2 separate regions of the Danio rerio genome follow, and region 1 is linked to region 2. Evidence: chromatin contacts called from public Hi-C data. All regions are on one chromosome and are shown on one strand. The core of a region is the stretch at or near the end of the contact, and the rest is flanking DNA. Distances in the headings are between cores, read along the strand shown. Region 1 overlaps znf536 (zinc finger protein 536). Region 2 overlaps znf536 (zinc finger protein 536).

The links. Hi-C and Micro-C count contacts between places; a contact is called where the count stands out from the background.
Region 1: a contact with region 2 is called in a Hi-C map of an unstated tissue, with 2.1 times the contacts expected there. The contact joins two enhancer-like sites. A contact is called at or near these places in 2 of 18 Hi-C or Micro-C datasets (caudal fin and an unstated tissue) and 1 of 4 datasets of contacts at active chromatin or transcription factors (embryo).

Annotation. Positions count from the first base shown.
Region 1 is chr7:48,217,910-48,225,456 of GRCz12tu, reverse strand. It overlaps znf536 (zinc finger protein 536), which reads right to left. Exons shown (of 13, transcript XM_073907216.1): 12 at 2,705-4,405. Among named protein-coding and RNA genes, the nearest start is that of tshz3b, 360 kb to the left of the region's middle. Within about 2 kb of position 4,801, at least 3 of the 62 cell types and tissues checked have an H3K27ac peak or open chromatin away from gene starts, as enhancers often do.
Region 2 is chr7:48,031,500-48,038,237 of GRCz12tu, reverse strand. The region is part of intron 6 of znf536 (zinc finger protein 536); the gene reads right to left. Among named protein-coding and RNA genes, the nearest start is that of znf536, 210 kb to the right of the region's middle. Within about 2 kb of position 5,132, at least 6 of the 62 cell types and tissues checked have an H3K27ac peak or open chromatin away from gene starts, as enhancers often do.

The sequences.
Region 1 (7,547 bases), core at 3,552-6,051, 190 kb before region 2:
ATTAAACAATGAATAGACTTGGGACTATTGGTATGTGTGCACCATTGTGTGCCAGGTTTATATATTTATAACCACCTCAGCGGGTATTGGGGGTCGCAAGTCACTGGCATTGTTATTTCGGGGATCACCAGATAAAAAGTTTGAAGTAGAATACTTTCATCAGAGTGCCAAATCTCTTACTCTCTATTATAAACACACATAAACACATACACAGGTTCAGCAGTAATACTAGCACATTCCTTCCAGAAAAGGATGAATAAACTGTCTGTTGAATTGTGCACATGGTCATTCAATGCTTTTACTGTACTGTATGTACTACTCAAACATGCCCACACACTGTCTCGGCGTATACAGAGGCGCTCGGCTGCCCATCAGCATCAACCAGCAACAAACTGATGGAGTCATGCTTTAAAAATGGCAAACAAAAAACTTTTGTTCTCCAGACAAAGCCTTATCTCTAAAGGTCAGTCCCTTTTCACAGCAGCAGGAGAGGAGGACGTCACAAGGGCACTTTTCAAATGTCTTTGATTAAAGAAGGATATTACAATACGGTACATTCACTGCGATGACAAAATACTAGCATTCATTTTCAGCCAAGTGAATGACCTCCTCTAAATATTAAAAATGCAACAGGTTCCTCCATGACAGACAGATTTTTCCATAATTGAAAGGTCAAAAGCACCATTAATTGTTAATGTAAACCATTTTGCGGAACACGTGACAATCTTCAGACTTCACACTTCTCTTTTTGATATATTTGTCTCATGTTTGAAAGTTTGAGTAAAAAGGATCTTGGTCTGCCTTCATTTTGTTACTTCCAAATATCACAGTGGCGAGATTCCTTGATACGGCTATACAAATATTTGTTCATCTCTTTAACTTTTTGTTTTTCCAAGGTTATTACCGAGTGACTAGAGATTTTGCCTGCTTTTTTTGCACACACAACTGACTCACATTATCGACTAGTTCAGCTGACGTGAGTGTTAGCGGATGACTCACTTGTGGTAAACATTATGATGGAATAGAGATCCAAATGTCTAATCAAAGAAAACAATAATAATTCATAAACAGCATAATAACAATAATAATAATAATAATAATAATAATAATAATAGCAATAATAATAATAATAATAATAATAATAAAATAATAAACATAGTAATAATAATAATAATAATAATAATAATAATTATTATTATTATCATTATTATTATTATTGCTATTTTTACTATTATTTATTATTATTTTATTATTATTATTATTGCTATTATTATTATTATTATTGCTATTTTTATTATTATTTTATTATTATTATTATTATTATTATTATTATTATTGCTATTATTATTATTATTATTATTATTATTATTATTGCTATTATTATTATTATTATTATTATTATTATTATTATACACCCGATTTAATATATTATATTATATTTGTTAAATACAAATTAATAGTATTTAACATTTAACAATATTTTACTGACATCTGTACTGACTGTGTATTACCCAAATCAGCGTTGATGAATTTGTGGTTACTAATCAAGCACAACACAAATGAACTGTCTTGAATGAACAGTTTGATTGTTCCAAATTAAATAAAGTAAGTATTATGATTTGCGACAACAAAGCAGCTTAATAAAATGCCTGTAAAATACTTGCAATAGTTTAATCCTACACCTATTTGCAGTAAGACTTTTACTGAGAGCAAAAAAAAGAAAATCTGCCTTCTTCCTCTATGTTTGCTCAAGTAAGAACACCAATGTAAAGCATCAAACTAAGAACGTCTATCTTAACTCTCGCATAGACAATTAGTTGTCTTTTTAATTAATAATATATTAGGAGGAACATGAAAATGGATGATAGGTGTGTTTAAGTATATCAGACTTTTTTTTTTTCTTTCAGCAAATGTAATTTCTCAGCTGTAAGAAATACTCTTACAAAAGGACATCTAAAGGCTGTGGCACTCACTTACTTTCTACTACAGCCAGCCAAACCAAACTACAAATTCAATTCCTGGAGATTTACTCTCTTTCTTTTTTCATTCACAGTTACTTTCTTTTTCTTTTTATCACCAAATTTTCTGAAAGGGCAGTGTGAAACACAGAAGTCTCAAGGAGCACCAGTAACCTTAGCAGAATCATGAAAGCTGACAGATCATTTTTCACAAGGCCATAGATCCCAGACTCTTATAAAGTAATGGGCTTTTGGGAGAGGCCTTTATGAAAGCTAAGATAGTTAAGTTCTGTGTGCTAGAGATGACACAGGGACCATCAGCTCCTGGTCTGTTTCAAAGCAGGCGCCCTTATTCCCAGAAAGAGGCTGGAAAGAGAGGGTGGGACTGGAGCTCTTGTAAAATGACAATATAATAAAGATTAATATGTTACTTTGTCTTCCTGATGGTCTCTAAACTTGCTTGAAATAAGGTTGAAATGGCTCAAAAGCAAATCTTGCCCCTTTAGAGAGTTTCTGTATTAGTGCGCTTCTGACCAATGAGGGTGACAGTGAGCAAATGTCTCCATGTGTAATTGGTTCACAAATAAGAAATAGCAGATTGTGCAGTGAGGATGTGCGACTCATAATGCAGTGTATATCATGTGTTTACTTGCTAGGGAGTGTGTATGTATAAGAGTGAGTCATTTTGAACGGCATTGGTTATTGATTTATGATACAAAAACAGGGGTTTATGTTGTCATACTCACCAGAGGGGTCGTTTCTTTTCATGTTGCTGGTGCCACCGCTTCCTCCGTTGGAGCTTCCACCAAGACCTCCGTTGAAGGCTGCGAGGTTCTCTGAACTGTAGGCCCGCAGGACAGATAGCATGTTCATCTGGTGATCGAGGTGGGGTTGATCAGGCTTAACCAGGCCAGGGGGACCACCGCTTGAAGATAGAAGACCCAGGCCTGCTTGCTGCTGCCACTGCTTCTCAGGGGTGGGAGCTTGAGGAGGAGAAAGCCCTGAGCTTTGAGGGCCTACAGTTAGCTTGCATCTTTGGATGTCCTTTCCTGACAATGGAGATTGAGGAAGCATTTGCATGGATCCACGATCCTCCTCCTCAGCATCACCCATCTCCATCTCCTCTTCTTCATCTGCTTCCTCTTCGTCATCTGAATGCATGTGTCTCTCTGTCGCAGTGGGGTTGGGTAAGGATTTGTCACGACTCACTTCATCCTCCTCAGACTGGCCACCGTGTTCCTCAGATGCCTCTATCTCACTGCAGGAAGCCTTGTCGGATAGGTCATCCAAAGGGCCCTGACCACCCATGTCGTTAGGCTGAATTTGCTGCTGGTCCAGATATCCAACAGGCCCTCTAGCAGAGCCATCATACACAGGACCAAAGGGCTTGTAGAAGTCACTGGAGAATGCTCCCATGGAGGCTCCGTGCGGGGGCTGATCCAGATGGTTGGACCAGCCTGCTTGTCCCTTTGGATCCCCAGACTCAGTCTCTCTGTCCCTGGACGGGGCTCCCTCATGGTGATGAAGAAGGCCTGGTGGTGGAGGAGCCAAGCCAGTAGCTTTGCCCACATGGGAAGGCTCTCCCATGAGGTGCTCCTTAGTATCTTTGCCTGGCCCACATTTGCTTTTACCCAGGTGGTTGGCTTGCAGGTGGAGGGCCATCAACTCTACAGAGGCAGTTGTGAAGGAGCAGAAGAGGCAACCATGCCAGGCGACATTATCCTGGATGGTGATAGAGGTTCCAGGAAGGGTCCCCGCTTCAGGCCTAACAGACAAATCCAGGGGCTCATACTGTGAACGGCCACCCTCAGCTGGTTTAATGTCACTGGTGGGATTTTCTTCCTGGTTGGCCTCGCTGGATCTTTTGGTCTTGATCTCTGCATTCTCCTGGCTAAAGTGCTGACCGTGCAGCTGACTCTCTCTCATTTCCTTCTCCTTCTTCATAGAGCTGAGCACAAAGCTGTCCATGAAGGCCTGAAGGGAGCCCTGGAAGTTGACTCCATTTCCCACCATACTCTGGTAGGCCCGACCGAGGTCAGAGAAGCTAGCAGGACTGTCCGCTGCAGAACCAGGTCCCTCGGGACTCTTCATGTTCTCCGTGGTGGGCTCTGGCCCCGGTCCATGGCGCTCCCTTTCACGATCTCTGTCTCTAGGTGAGAGCATTCCTGGTGGAGCCCACTGGTGTGGAAGCATTTGACCTCCTCTGAAGTCAAGACCAGAGGGCATCATGCCTTTGAAGACCCCGCGAAGGACATCAGGACGAGCAAAAACCCCTGTCCCACCGCTGTTCTTGTTGTGGTCATCCTTGTGTTCAGATGATGGAGGATGGTTGGCCGAGGGCCCACTTCCGTTCTGCCGCTCACGGTGATGGCGCTCCAGGTGGTACTTCAGGGAAGCTGATTGAGTGCCTGCATAGTCACAGTGAGGGCACCTGTAGGGCTTTTCACCTAGAGTGAGAGTGATAGAAAGAAACAAAGACAGACAGGAGCTGATGTCAGTACAAAGGTAATAATATAGGTGCCAACAAGCTCAGCAGGAACTCTGGGCTCGTTCCACCTGTCAGAAGAAGAGCAGAAAGAAAAATAACATGTAAATATTTGACAGGAATCATGTCAAGGATTACGTCAAGACTCTTTAAATCTCACATTCTGCAGCATTCGACCACATTCATCACTTAGCAAACAGTCCATCAGCCTTTTTGAGAGGAGGGAGGAGTTTCAATACGGGTCGATCCAGCTCAATCCAGATCCTAGGAGTGAGCCATCACTCACGTCAGTGCCATAAAAAACATAACACCATATGGTGCCTTCAGTCCACTACAGAGATCATATTTTCAACTGACAACAAAACTGTCTGGATGTTATCTCTGTTCACATGGGGAACTGCAGGCTTGTGGTGCTGCTGGTTTCTGCTGTCTTTCTCTCTCTCTCTCTCACTTTCTGTCTCTCCCCTGGCCTTGTCTGCTGTCAAGCCTCTACCTTGGTGGTGGAGTTGTTCTGTGGACATTCTCTATTTGCAGTTTATCATTGTGAGGATAAATCAAGCCCCACAGTAGCTCTCTATTCCCCCTGGAGGACAACTGTGACCCCTCAGTCCAAAATGCACCCAATAAAAGTCCCTCATTTGAGAGCGAAGATAGTCTAAATGATATAAACACACCATATGTGGTGCACATGAGCATTCCTCACAAGGCAGCCTCACACTGCGGATTACAAAATGCTAACCAGCATGAAATGTACTGTAAAAGTAGGCATGCAGGCAGTTTAGAAACACATGCAAATGTACAAGAATTCTTGTTAAAAGCAAAAAGAGAGCAGCTTTTAACAAGAGAAAGGGGCTAAATTGCATTTGCATGATCTAATCAATATCGATATAAAATACATTCTGACAACAATTAGAATAGGCTCGGAATGAAAGCTAGATTTATAAGATCAATAAGCAATAAACTAAATGCAAGGCTTGATTTTTGAGTCCCTGTAATGTTTCAGGAATGAAATGATGTCGTGCGAGGTGGGAAAAAAAAAAGACAGTGAGGGAGGGTGTTTCGAGAGATATGGGAAAATGAAAATAAAAGCATGTTTGTCAATGTGTGTGTGTGCGCGGCTATAAACGCTTAGATTATACACATGGAAAACATTTTTTAACCCAGAAAAAATGTTGCATTGTTACGCAAGACTGAATTGAATGATTTAAGTCTGGCTCTGTAGTAAATCATGGATATAATTAGCAAATGGCATAGTGCTCAAGTAATTTATCATTATTTGGAGGGCGCCATTCCAGAAAAAGAATGGAAGATCTGCAGACCCACTGCACAGCTTCCTAAATAAAGGATTGCAAACACAAACTCAATACTATATTGATAAGGAACAAACATACGGAGGGACATATAGTGAAGGGCAATTTGAGAGGGTGAGAGAAAGGGAATATAAAAAAGGGATAGGGAGCCGTCTTTTGTTCTTTTACACAAGAGTGTTTGAAGCGCATATTCAAAAGACATCATACAAGATGAGCTTTTAACCCAATAACTGCTTATCCTCTGAGCAGGATAACAGAGGCTTGGTGTGATTCAATAAGGAAACGTCCTTGATGCAAATGATCATTTTCAGTTCCTTTAACTGGAAGGAATGATATTCTGTACCCAAAATTAGAGTACAATTAGAGTGATCTGCTTTTCTCCACCCCATCTTGTGTGCCTGATTATGAAAATACTGATAACGTCTTAATTTATTTGTAATAAAAAAAGCATATTAAGACATATGTTGTGGTAATGTATTACGAATTTTTAGTAAAAACTAAAATTCATACCAATCAGGCCTATGTTTTGCTATTTCTAAACATATCGCTGGTTGTGAGGGTGTGTTGAAGTGCCTGTGCAAGTCTCTGTGCGTGTGGCATGTTCTTTGTGCACCATTTGGGCTCAGTAAGACATCTGCTCCATCATACGTCAGGGGCACGTGTGACATCTGGGGAATATACTGTATCCTGCCTTGCAACATTACACACAATTTACTGCTAAAGGTCATTATGTACCCGTTAATCCACTTTTAATTGATATCCACACAAACAACACAACCTCAGGGAAACAAAATGGATCGCCAAGGCAGAGAGGTAAAGAGATTATTATTTTTTCATCTTTTGCAATGAGAGTCTGCAAAACTAAAAAGAAAAAAGTTTCCAAAGCTCACTCTTACGCCTGATGGACTGCGTTAATAAAAATAGGGAGGAAAAAATACATATCAAATTGCCATCTGCTATAGTGTGACAGGCTTTATATAAATTGCAGAGACCTCTCACTGTGAGTAGTACATATCCATTATCATTTTGCAAGTTCACTTCAAACAGAGCGCTTTCAGACTTAACACTTGAAGAAGTCCAGCGCAAACTGATTTCATATGGATTTGTGTGATTTGTCATGACTCCATAGTAACGGTTCAGAGTAAACACTTGCAGCCTTTACAGAAGTGCAATTAAAACAGTTAATAGATATGACACACTTTAAGATGAATTTCCATATGGCTTTACAGAAGGGTAAAAAGACAGCCTGCATTCCACAGGGGGATAAAGAGAGAGAGAGATTGACTGCACTGGAAAAATAGATGTCTTTTTTTTCCGCCCCATAATCTACGCCAAATGTAGAAACAAGAATGTCAAGGTGTTCGAGTTCTCAAGCCCTCCACATCATACCCACAACTTCTATTTACATTTGAAATTACCCTTTACTGTATGCCCCATTACTTCAATCCTTCCATTCATCTTAAAGACTTTTAGATAACTAACTCGCCATGTTCTTAGCAAATACGCATTACGAAAGGGAACGAAAACAAAACCAAAAAGAACGAGAACAAAACCACTAACCATGCAGCAGGAAAGGACTCGCTAGTAATACCTTGAAATTTCCTACCGGGAGTCTGCCGAGTGACCTTTGTAATTTACAATGCTTATGGTTTGGAACAGTAGCAACTGACCACAGACCTGAGTTTAATGGCTCCCCCTCTCTCTCTCTTCAAAGCAAACCTTTAAAACGTTGTTCGATGCAACCATAAAGCTCCATCCAGCCGTGCAAGCCAACTCTCCTCGGTTCAGTCCAAG
Region 2 (6,738 bases), core at 3,883-6,382:
ATTATAGTCAGGTGCTGAGATATGACCACAATTGCTGCATTAAGTTGTGTGTGGCTAGCGTGCATCCAGTGCTGCATATGGTAAAGCTAGAAATCATTTACAGCAATGCAACAGTAGCGATACACCACTAAGAGCGTGCTCACACAAGTTCAGTTCTCTTTCTTTGTTTGTTTGGTCTGGGCCAAACGAATAAAAAGGACGAAAAATAAATTTAAACCAAAAAAAATCTAGAAAATGATGTTTAGTCTGATTGATAATACTGTATTGTTTTTAGATTTAACCTAATATGCAAGCAAACCAAAACGTTTATATGTATATTTTGTGAAAGAACTTACGAAGCATCTACAATAATACTGTGTGCTGGGCTAAACATGTACATTGTATGTGGACATATAACGTGAATAATTGAGTACACCCTTTTTTGAAAATGAATATTTTTCTCAATTTCTCGGTGAATATAGGCAATGTATTTTGGTGCATTTAAACAAAACAGATTTATTAAAAAGATATATTTATTAAAATAATATTTTAGTCACAAAACATATTTAGAAATTGAAAGAGAATACAATTAAATTCAAGCAAAATTACAACTTTTTCTTTTTTATTTTGCTTCTCTTGATTTTTCCTCTTGTTTAAATTTGTATTTAATAATTTCTTTAACATTTAAATTTGGGTGTACTCGTTTTTGGAAATGTTATGGTAAGTTATTTTGTTAGATAAGCTCCGGGTTTGGCTTTACTGACTAATTTAATGTATATGCACAAATATAATATTGTATAGCTTCCTATTAAAAATATGAATTTAAAAGACAGATTCGGGAGAGGTGTAACTTATATATGCTGACCACTGTGTATGATAGGATTTGCATCTGTGGAGAACTCGTGAAGATGCTATAAATGTCTTAAAGTCAAAACAGTAGCAATAATTGCATGAATAAACACACAAACATGACTCTGGGCTGGATCTGGAAATGTGTGTTTTTTCAAAGCTGAGTAAATTGAATATCTAGTTGAGCTACAACTATATAAAAATCTGGAATCGAAGGGAAAAACAATCTAATTTTTTTAAATAATCAGAAAATCCCCTTTAAAGTTTTGCAAATTAAGTGTTTAGCAATGCGCATAACTAATACAACATTGAATTTTGATACATTAACAGCAGAAAATGCATATAAATATTCATGCAACATGATCTTTATATTTTTCTAATGATTTTTGGCATAAAAGAAAAATCTATCATTTTGACCCATGCAATGTATTTTTGGCTAGTCCCAAAAATACACCAGTGCAACTTAAGACTGGTTTTGTAGTTCACAATTCAAGATTTGCTACATTTCTGCAGATGCATTTCTGACACCTACACTGAACTGTAATGGAAACTAAGAGAATGTATTGTAAATGTGTACCTATAGCACGTCTTTGGACTTGGGGGGGACACCAGAGCACCCGGAGGAAACCCATGCGAAAACAGGGTGAACATGCAAACTCCACACAGAAATGCCAAATGACCCAGCCAAGGCATGAACCAGCAACCTTCTTGCTGTGAGGCAATCGTGCTACCCACTGCGCCACCATGTAGCGCTCACAAAATACATAATAAATTAATTCAAAAATAAAATACATTCTTATTCTTGTAGGTTTTGTCTTAAATTACTTTTCTGTATTAAATGTATAAATGCTAAGTAAGCCTTTTTTTGTGTCCTATACTCTGCTACTCTACAAACCAACCCTTATTGGACAGAGGATTCAGAACAAAGTTTGTTTTTAATCAAACCAAACAAGCCAAGTGTGAACGCAGCCTAAATATAACATGTGATGGTTTACATAAACTTTTAAAACCCCAAAAAGTAGCTGTTAGTAACTATACATTCCTAGGACTTTTGCATATCTAACCAAAAATATCCTGCAAACACTGTACAGTAAATTTATTAGCTTAACATAAATAATCTAATCCAATATGTAGGCCCACACAGTTTTAAATTTCAGTTTTAAAATTATTACAGTACTATTTCTGACTAATATGAAAATATTCATATGAATTATTTACAATGCAGTTTGTAAAGTAATATTTTCTGTCTTTTTGGTAAAAATATAAGACTTGCTTTTTTTACCAAATAAAATGGATCTAATTGAATTTGCATTGTAAACATTAAATAAAAGTTAAAAATGTATTATTTTTATTTAACATATTGAAGTTTTAGTTATGATACTCCCAAAATCATTCCGCATAAATCTGCAGATTTTAAACACAATTCTGCGCAGAAATAGCAAAAAATGCCAGCAGATTCCATCTGGCCCTAACAATATGTGACCCGGGACCACGAAAACATTTTTATTTTATTTATATTTTGAGATCTATACTTTACCTCAAAGATTAATAAATTAATTTTCCATTGGTGTATGGTTTGTTAGGATAGGCAACACAATCGCACAGCAATGCATAACTTTTTGATTCAGTGGCTAATTTGTATGAATTACTACAATCTTATTCCTATAATTTAGTTTGATTTGCTCAGACCCCAATGACAGTTGGGTTTAGGCGCAGGGTTGGGTGCCACAAATTTTTGTACAACTGAACTCGTACGAATTAGCCACTAAACTGACAAAAAGTAAAATAGTTATGTTTTCCTTGTGAGATCAGGCTGGGATATTGGTTGAGATTCAATTATTTAAAAATCCAAATTTTAAGGTTTCCAAAAAAATTTAATATTTAAAAAATCACATTTAAAACAGCAAAATAATTGTTTAGCAATGCATCGTACTAATCAGAAAATGCATATAAATTATACATGGATCATGATATTTACATTATATTCTAATGATTTTTGGCATAAAAGAAATACAGTTGAAACCAGAATTTTACATACACTGTATAAAAAGACACATAACCATTTAAAAAAAGTCAGATGTTAATGTGACTTAACGTTTTCTCTTTTAGGTGAGTTAGGATTATCAAATTTGTTTCTGTTATGCTTAATAGATGAATAACGAGAGAGATATTTTTGAAAAAAAATGTTATAACTTCTTGAAAGTCAAGTTTACATACAATAAGATTATTATGCCTCTGAAAAAGCTCAAATGATGGTGTCGAGGGTTTGGAAGTTTCTGATTGGCTGATTGACAACATTTGAGTTAATTGGCGGCACAACTGTAGAATAGTATTTAAGGAAAACCTCAAACACACTGCTTCCTTTTTTTGACAACATGGGGGAAAAAAGCCAGTTTAAAATTTAGCTAAATTACACTGGAAAAATGAATAATTTTTGGAGACATCTCCAGTGGTCTGATGCTACTAAGTTTGAACTGTTTGGCCATAATGACCAATGTTACATTTGGAGGACAAAGAAGAAAGCTTACAAGCCTAGGTACACCATCCCAGCTGTGAAGTATGGGGGTGGCAGCATCATGTTGTGGGGCTGTTTTACTGCAGGAGGAACTGGTCCACTTTCCAGCATAGATGGCATCATGAAGAAAGAACATTATGTAGAAATACTGAAGCAACATCTCAATACATTAGCCAGGAAATAAAACTTGGCCACAAATAGGTCGTCCAAAACAGACCATGACCCTAAGCATACTGCCAAATTAGTTAACATGTGCTTTAAGGACAACAGAGTGAATGTTTTGGAGTGGCCATCACAAAGCCCTGATCTCAATCCTAAAGTTGAAAAAGCTTGTGTGAGCAAGACAACAAATCTGACTCAGTTACACCAATTCTGTCAGGAGGAATGGGCCAAAATTTATTTAAACTATTTTGAGAAGCTTGTTGAAGTTATACAGTTTAAAAGCAAAGCTAAAAAAAATACCAAAAGTAAACTTTTGACTGTCCAGAAATTAATAAACAATTCTCAATCTCATCATTCTGGCATTTAGCAAATGTGAATCATTTAGGTAATCCTAACGGACCTAAAATAGTAAATGTTTAGTATGATTTACCATGAGTAATTTAAAAAAAAAAGTTTGGTTTCAACTGTATCTATACAGATCATTTTGACCAATATGATATATTTTTGGATATTCCAAAAAATATACCCATGCAACTTTTGTGTTTTGTGGTCCAGAGTCGCATATAGTCATTCCATTAAAGCACACCTATTTTCCCACTTTTTCAAGATTTAAGATAAAATAAGTGTCTGTAAAGTTTCAGCTCAAAAAACCCATCAGATTATTTATTATACGTTTCAGAATATTGGATGTAGCTGTTTTTGTTGCCTGTACCTTTATTGCTAGCTCTTCTTGCTCACCGTTCCCATATGCCTGTCAGAGTGTGCCTCAATCTTGGGCTTGGCTGCATCAGATAAACAGCACAGTGACAGACATGAAGGAAGCAGATCTCATGTAACGTCTGCGAGAAAGTAAGAACTTTCTCAATGATTGTTTGATGTATTTGTTGTGGAGCTAATTCAGGCCTTTCTGCAACGATGAGTTACATCCACAAAAAGGGATTGAAGCGTCATCTTTTATAATTGTACTGACTTGCGGCTGTGGTGATAAAGACGGTAAAATTGCTGTAACTCATTACAAACATACACTGTTTTAAAAACGTTTTCAACTTGTACAACTCATCCTTGATCACATTTGATGATGATTGATGATCACAGAGAGCTGAACGGATCTTTTAATCCCAGTTGCTTTGCGCATCACTTGTTGATATGATTATACTCATTACTACAGAGACATGTTAATACGCAGCTGTCAAGCAATTCGGGGGGCGGGGAAACTGCACCCCTACGTCATGTTGCGGTGGACCTCAAAATGGGAAATATTTGGATCCTATTTTAACATCAGGAAATTTAAATAAAAGACTTATTTGTCTTTATATCACTCCAATATGACTGTGGACACACTATACCTACACACAGTTCTGTCCAACAGCTTAGAAAAGAAAATTTAAATTTTAGGTGCCTTTTAATGCACATGTGGGAAAATACTACAAAAATAATGTATTTAAACTCCAAAGGAAGAAATCACTGTATATATCCAGTATGCCACCTGCTATCTATCCCCACCATCAGTGGCCTATCTGTTCTGGTCTCTTTTGCTATTATGTGCTATTGTTGTGGATCACGCCGAGCGTAAAGTGCAAGGCACGGCCACACCGCACAAGTGGTTCAGTCACACCAACCTCTGCGTACACTTAGCAATGCTCTCCAGTTACCCAGAACAAAGGCCTGTTTTAGTGGGTTAATGTCAGCTCAGGAGCTGTGGAGAACAATAGCAGAGCAAGAATAAAAAGAGGAATGTAATGTCTGCTAAAGAAAACCACACATATCTATGCAGTAGCAACATGTCAAATTATCAGCGAACTATCTCACCTCACTTCAACAGTTATGTTCGCTATCTGTGAAAAAACGCAGACTTTGTGACAAAAGTATGAAACAACTAATTTAAGCAGCAAGGAGGAATCTTTCTAGGTCATCAACTAGCCTTGGACAATGGAATCTAAAAAAGATCATGATAGGGTGGGAAAAGAGAGAAAGCAAATGCTGAATTGTCTTTAATGTAGAGTGGAGTTATATTTTAGTTATGTTCAATTGCATTTTATTTTAATATTATATTCTGTTTTTATAGTATAACACAAACATTAAGCTTTAAGATTATTTCATATGTTTTTTAAAGTAAATATAATATAAGTACTTTGCAAACCAAGGCTTTATTTAATAAAAACTATATTAATATAGCAATATTGTGATTTAATTAATTGCTGCATTTATTATTATTTTATTATGAAACTACTTCTACTACTACTACTATTATTAATAATAATAATAATAATAATAATAATAATTATTATTATTATTATTATTATTGCCCCCCTTGTTGGCGTGGGCTTCCTCCAGGTGCTCCGGTTTCCCCCACAAATCCAAAGACATGCGCTATAATTGAACTGAGTAAAACTAAATTGGCCATAGTGTATGTGTGTGAATGAGAGTGTATGGATGTTTCCCAGTGTTGGGTAAGTTGGCGGTTCATTCCGCTGTGCCACCCCAGATTAAAAAAGAGACTAGGCTGAAAAGAAAATGGATGAATGAATGAGTGAATAAATAAATAAATACAGAAATAATAATTCATATATTAATTTTCCTTCGGCTTAGTCCCTTTATTCATAGGGGTTGCTACTGCGGAATGAACCACCAACTAATCCAGCATGTTATAAGGGTAATTTAGCTTACCCAATTCACCTATAGCGCACGTCTTTGGACGTGTGGGGAAAAACGGAGCAACCGGAGAAAACCCATGCAAGCATAGAGAGAACATGCAAACTCCACACAGAAAAGACAACTGACCCAGCCGAGGCTCGTACCAGTGACCTTCTTACTGTGAAGCAATTGTGCTACCCACTGCACCATCGTGCTGCCCTTGTATTCATTCACTCATTCATTCATTCATTTATTTATTTATATATTCATTCATTCATTCATTCATTCATATATATTTATTTGTTTACAATTTCATATTTTAAAATGATTTATGTGTTTTTAAAGCAAAATTTTAAACCCTTAATATAGAAATATTTGAAAATCATTCTAAAATGCTGATTTAGTGCCCTTGTTTTATTTATTTCTTTTATTTTACATTTCTTTTTATGAACAATGTTTAAAATGGCTGTGCTGTTTAATATTTTTGTGGAAACCATGAAACATTGTTTTTTTTTCAGAATGACTTGCTCAAAAGAACATGCAGTAACTAGTTTTCAATAGAAGTCTAGTCATTTTTGATCAAATGAAAGTATGAAATT